Regions from separate parts of the Mus musculus genome. Here region 2 is linked to region 1. A link is a contact called in public promoter capture Hi-C data. All regions are on one chromosome and are shown on one strand. The core of a region is the stretch at or near the end of the contact, and the rest is flanking DNA. Distances in the headings are between cores, read along the strand shown. Region 1 overlaps Srgap2 (SLIT-ROBO Rho GTPase activating protein 2). Region 2 overlaps Srgap2 (SLIT-ROBO Rho GTPase activating protein 2).

The links. Capture Hi-C pulls out chosen DNA fragments and counts their contacts.
Region 2: a contact with region 1 is called in a promoter capture Hi-C map of adipose tissue. The contact joins two enhancer-like sites. A contact is called at or near these places in 1 of 15 datasets of contacts at CTCF or cohesin (CD8 T cells), 2 of 484 Hi-C or Micro-C datasets (both in bone marrow-derived macrophages), 7 of 115 datasets of contacts at active chromatin or transcription factors (the 230-238 cell line, CD8 T cells, the HPC-7 cell line and 4 more) and 3 of 9 other capture datasets (adipose tissue, liver and pancreatic islet).

Annotation. Positions count from the first base shown.
Region 1 is chr1:131,359,635-131,362,493 of GRCm38.p6, reverse strand. All of the region lies in intron 5 of Srgap2 (SLIT-ROBO Rho GTPase activating protein 2), which reads left to right. All of the region lies in intron 3 of Gm51644 (a long non-coding RNA gene), which reads right to left. Among named protein-coding and RNA genes, the nearest start is that of Ikbke, 82 kb to the right of the region's middle. Within about 2 kb of position 1,488, at least 15 of the 459 cell types and tissues checked have an H3K27ac peak or open chromatin away from gene starts, as enhancers often do. A contact at or near this core is called in adipose tissue and bone marrow-derived macrophages, where this site is marked.
Region 2 is chr1:131,447,018-131,449,876 of GRCm38.p6, reverse strand. The region is part of intron 2 of Srgap2 (SLIT-ROBO Rho GTPase activating protein 2); the gene reads left to right. It also overlaps the pseudogene Gm29487. Among named protein-coding and RNA genes, the nearest start is that of Srgap2, 79 kb to the left of the region's middle. Within about 2 kb of position 1,391, at least 34 of the 459 cell types and tissues checked have an H3K27ac peak or open chromatin away from gene starts, as enhancers often do. A contact at or near this core is called in adipose tissue and bone marrow-derived macrophages, where this site is marked.

The DNA of each region.
Region 1 (2,859 bases), core at 239-2,738:
ATTTAGAAAGCAAATGGCAATATGTAAGCTGTGGTGGAATGAGGATGAAAACCATGGAGCTTGCTGCTTTTTCTGATGAAAGACAAGATGGAAGATTCTCCCCACCCACCCCAGCCCTGTGCCTACCATCCCCTATGTATTATTTTTAGTATTTATTTTGAGTGTGCATAAGGGATCATTCTTAGAAGTTTGTTCTCTCCTGCCACCTTGTGGGATCTGGGGATCAAACTCAGGTCATTAGGCCTCTCTACTCAGCCATCTCCCAGCCCTGAGACCTCTATGCTTAGTCTTCAGACCAGTATTGGCGATGGCTTCTGTGGCCACCATGAGCCCATAGTTAATAGAGAGCATAAAGCCTAGCATCCACATGCAGAATCAGTGCGTGTGCTGCTCCCTGCTTTGAGGTGAATTATTATACTTAAGATTCATCAAGTCCCAAATAAGGCTTAGCTATTTACATCTAAATGGAAAAAGAAAAACAGAAGACACCAGGAACTTCCAGAGAGGACAGAACAGACTCTGGTACACTGAGCCTTATACATGGTGGCCTCCCCCATTCCTACAAAGTAGAATGTGTGTCAGTGTCTGCTGATGTTTTTAGTTGTCGTGACTGGAGGATCCTACAATGTACAGAACAATTTGCCGCAATAGTTATCAAGCTCCAAAAGCACGGGTGTGCTGAGCCTAGACTGCTAAATTAGACACCTGAGAATCTGTCCTGCTCTGACTACTAGATGCATGCACTTGGAAGTCATGCACTGCAAGTCAGCATGATGATAAAAGTTGGTGGGAAGTTTGTTGTTTTCCACCCAGCAATTCCCCAGAAGCAGCAGCAAGTGACATGCTCTGATACCTGTATGCCATATGGCTGACAATGATTGAGGAATTCATATTTTCAAAATATGAGACTATATAAATTTGAAGGACCAAATAAATTTGAAGATTCTGTATAGATTATTAGGAAAGTTACAGACTAGAATTAAAAGTTGTTGTTTATGTAGGGTGAGAATATCTTAGGACTGGTCTGAGATTTGGGTGACTATATATCCTTTTTGCTGATTAGCCTAGTGCTCATGAAGAGAGAGAGAGCCACATTTTATTCAATACTTGAGAAGCAGAGGCAGGTTGAGTTCAAAGTCAGTCTGTTCTACATCGTGAGTTCCAGGCCAGCCAGTGTGACACAGTGAAACCTTCTCTTAAACATCGTGAGTTCCAGGCCAGCCAGTGTGACACAGTGAAACCTTCTCTTAAACATCGTGAGTTCCAGGCCAGCCAGGGTGACACAGTGAAACCTTCTCTTAAACATCGTGAGTTCCAGACCAGCCAGGGTGACACAGTGAAACCTTCTCTTAAACATCGTGAGTTCCAGGCCAGCCAGGGTGACACAGTGAAACCTTCTCTTAAACAGTTTCCTAGGACATATTTTTAGTGCTGAATTGGTAGTCTTGAGGAGAGCAGGATGTTAGTCACCCTACATGAGATAGTGGCTTCCTCAAGCAGGAACTTGATACTACCATGTGCTGCTAGCTTTGGAAAGCTATTTGCCATATATATACTCTTTGGGCATTAGGAAGAAATACGGAGAGTTTCTTCTAAAGAGCATTTCCCTATTTGCTCTATTTAAGAAAACAGGAAAGAACTGCTTTCACTGATCCTGTCAGCAGTAGAAATCATATGTGGCCAGGCATTGGTGGTGCACACCTTTAATCTCAGCAATTGAGAGGCAGAGCCAGGCAGATTTCTGAGTTTGAGGCCAGCCTGGTCTACAGAGTGATTTCCAGGACAGCCAGGGCTACACAGAGAAACCCTGTCTCAAGGGGGAGGGGGGGAAAGAAAGAAAGAAAGAAAGAAAGAAAGAAAGAAAGAAAGAAAGAAAGAAAGAAAGAAAGGAAGGAAGGAAGGAAGGAAGGAAGGAAGGAAGGAAGGAAGGAAGGAGAGAAGAGAAGAGAAGAAAAGAAAGAAAGAAATCATGTGTGATTTGTGGGTCATTGAAAGAAGAGATGAAGACCACTGTATTTTTCAGTGGTCTTCTTGCAGTTGCCCCTAACACCCATGAATACTTCTTTTGAGGGAACCAATTACTCAAGGGTTGATCATCTAAGTACTTTTAAACTTTGATGAGCCAAGAGGCAGAGCCCAGGTAGCTCTAAATAAAGATGCCTTTGAACAAGAGATCCAGAACCCCATGATAAGTAGCCAGCTATTCCTCTGCACCTTCTTCTTCTGCCTGAAGGGGCTTTGATTTCCCTGAGTTAGCATTATGTGCCAGGGGGAGTTTCCCACAGCTGTTCTCCCAGAGAGCAATCCCAGAGATTCTTGCACATATGTATGCTGGTCCATTATCCCCCTCTCCATCACAATGAGCTGGCTAGCTTGTAAGCCATAGTAAAGTGGTTTTCATTTTCTTTCTCATGTTGTAGGAATGCCTTTGAAGTCAGAGTGCAGTACTTCCTAAAGAACTCTTGGATTGATTGTCTGCCTCAATTGTACAGAGAGGCAGTGTCTGGAAAACCCAGGAAGCCCCTACAGGAAAGAGTATATATGGAGACAGGGAAGCCACATGGATTGGCCATGAAGAGTCAAAGAAACAGTAACATGAGAGAGGGCGGGGAGAGAGATAGTGAGACACTCTGGGGCTATCTTTACTCCAGAGGTTTTATGCTTCTGTATTATCTCTGAAGATGTCTTCTTGACTTGGTGCAGCAGCTGGTTGCAGGGCTGTTTCAAATTGAAATTCAGCACCTGTTCCCTTGAATCAGTGTCAGCTAATAGTCCCCTGATACTGTTTGTCTATTTGACCCTGGCATTAGGCACTAGCCATATAAAGACAAATAAGAGTTAGTGCTAAACTCAGGACAT
Region 2 (2,859 bases), core at 142-2,641, 87 kb before region 1:
AAATCCCAGCAGCCACATGGTGGCTCACAACCACCCGTAATGAGATCTGACTCCCTCTTCTGGAGTGTCTGAAGACAGCTACAGTGTACTTACATATAATAATAAATAAATAAAAATCTAAAAAAAAAAAAGTTTCCAGAGTGATTCTGAAACACTGTTCACAGCACTGTATGTTGCTTATTTGACTAGAGCTTTTCCACCTGTAGATTGTGATCCCTTTGCAGGGCAGGTTATGAAGACTGTTTCTTTAAAAACTTAAATGAAATAATTTTTTTAAGCACAGAAAGAATAAAAGAAAATTGTATATAGAAAACAAATATAACTGCATCAAAAAATTTAAGAGTGATTGTACACATCACATGTATGTGCTCTGTTTTGTATATGTGCATACTTGGTCAGGGTGTACCACTTATCATGGGGGCTTGACCAGAAAGAGTTCAAAAAAGTTATACTTGCTTATTATAAGACTATGGAAGATAGAAATGAATGCCTTCCAAGGAATATTTGTTATTTTTCTATCAACTATCAAAGCAAGGAAGGAAGAATTTGCTTTGGCTTATGATTTTAAGGGATACAGTTTATCATGGTGGCAGGGAGCTCCATGACAGTCGGAGCATGAGTCTAAGACCCCTTAGCTCTTGCCATTTCAGTGGCTGACATTCAGCTGATTTCCTCCTCATGCCCTTTGTTTTCAATCTGGGGCCCCAGCTCATGGGATAGGGGCTACCCATACTCAGGCTGTGTCTGTCCCCTCAATTAATCCTCTCTGGAAGCACCCTCATAAAGACACACTCAAAAAGATGTGATGCACAATGCCTAGTTGTTTCTAAGGAAGTTGGGGAAAATCAAAATTAACTATCACAGAAGATAATATTTTGATAAAATAAGAGTGAGTAGTCCTTCCAGTGGTATTTTTACTTTAAAAATGCTGGATTGGGTTTGCTGCTCTTCTGTGAAAGTGGACATGATGGTTAATATTATCAACTTGACTATCTGTAAAATCACCTAGGAGACTATCTTCTGCAAATATTTATGAAGGAGGTCTAGATTGTTAGCCTCCAGGCGTGCCTGTGAGGGATTATTCAGATTGAGTTAACTGAGGTAGGAAGACCTGCGCATTCTGAGTAGCACAGTTCCATGGGCTGTAGTCCTGGACTAAAGAAAAAAGACAAATTGTACTGAGCAATCCTTCTTCCTTGCTTCCTGACTGTGCAGCATGACCGGCTGCCTCATGACAAGCCCTTCTTCCATTAACTTGCTTCAAACGTTTGGTTGGAGAAATGAGAAAAGGAATTAAGATATTGGAAGTTCTTGTGCCAGAACATCATGCTGCCCAGATCAGCAGGAACTAAACTTGTTGCTTCTCTTTGCACAAAGAATTGTGCAATTTCCAGTGGGAACTCCCTGCTGGAGGTGGAGAAGCAAGGAAAAGAAGAGTGGAGAACGAGCCAGATACACAGAAATCTTTATTATACGTCTTTGCTAACCTAGCACCTGCATATGGTTAACTCTGAGACTTTGTTGGAATCTTCCAAAGAGTCGTTGTTGAAGATAGGGAAGGCATAACCTATTTTCATTAATTTCAGTTCAACATTTATACCAGTTTTGTGGTATATTCCTGGGGTTGTGAAAATAAGACATGGTGTTAGATTTGAGGTGCTTCTAACCTAGCTGGGAAACAAATGTCAGTTGCCAGTTACCTTCCAGTGTGCTGAATGTCAGAATTGTTCAAGATGCTACAGAGTGAGATCATAAAGTAGAGGAATTATGCTGTAAGGTGTTTTTTTTTGTTGTTGTTTTTGTTGTTGTTTGTTTTTTTTTTCCTGAAAACTGTGCCATTAAATAATAAAGATCTAGGGGCCAAGGAAATGGTGGCTCATTGATTAAGAGTGCATGCTGCTTTTGCAAAGGACCCAGGTATACATGTGGTGTACACACATACATGTAGACACTCACACATATACCTAAAATAAAACAAATAAATCTTAAGAGACTCAAAATAGGGATTTTCTTTATACAATTTGGGTAAGTCTACTCTGCTGAAAAAGAAAATGAAATTTCTGAGGCACTTAGTCTGTCTAGTCCAGTCATGGTGCTCACTGGTTTGTGTCTTTAATTTATTTCTGATGTTTTGTTAAATATTAAAATCAGTTTGGGACCTTTGTCACTGCCAACATCAAGATGGCTGGGAAAATCTCCACCTTCCTCAAGAATGACTGGGCGAAGGAGCCGCTGCTGGTAGTGTTCATCTCTGTCTGGGGCCTCGCTATAATTATCCCCATGGTTAGCCCACAACACCAAGTATGCTGCCATGATCAATCAGGCCACACCCTACAACTACCCAGTGCTTATGAGAGATAATGGGAACATGCCTGATATGTCCAGTCACCCACAGGAGCCTCTGGGCCCAAGTCTGCAATGGCTGAAGGACCTGTGAATGCTTCTGCTGGTGGAAGAGGCCCCTTCCCTGTTACCCTCTAACAAAAAAATGTGAACACCCCCCCCAGCAAAATCAGTTTTGACATAATCCTTGCCCAGTCTAGAGATGTATAAGATCATTTTAATTATTTTTCTTATAATGCCTTTTAAAAATAAAAGCATATACTAGGAGCTTGAGTATCTTTTTCTGATGGAACCCACAGTACTCTGCTTTTATTTTCTTGATCTTTAGTATCAGCAGTAACTTTTTAAGACTTGTGAAATCATGACTAATTCTGCAATAAGTAATACCACCATAAGTCCCATACTCTATTCAGGGACTTTAACTCCAGGCCTTCCAGTGTAAAGTTGATTGACTTCTGTCAGCTCTATTAGCCTAAGCCTGGCGTATGACTGTGTGAGTTGACTGAATCCAGACTT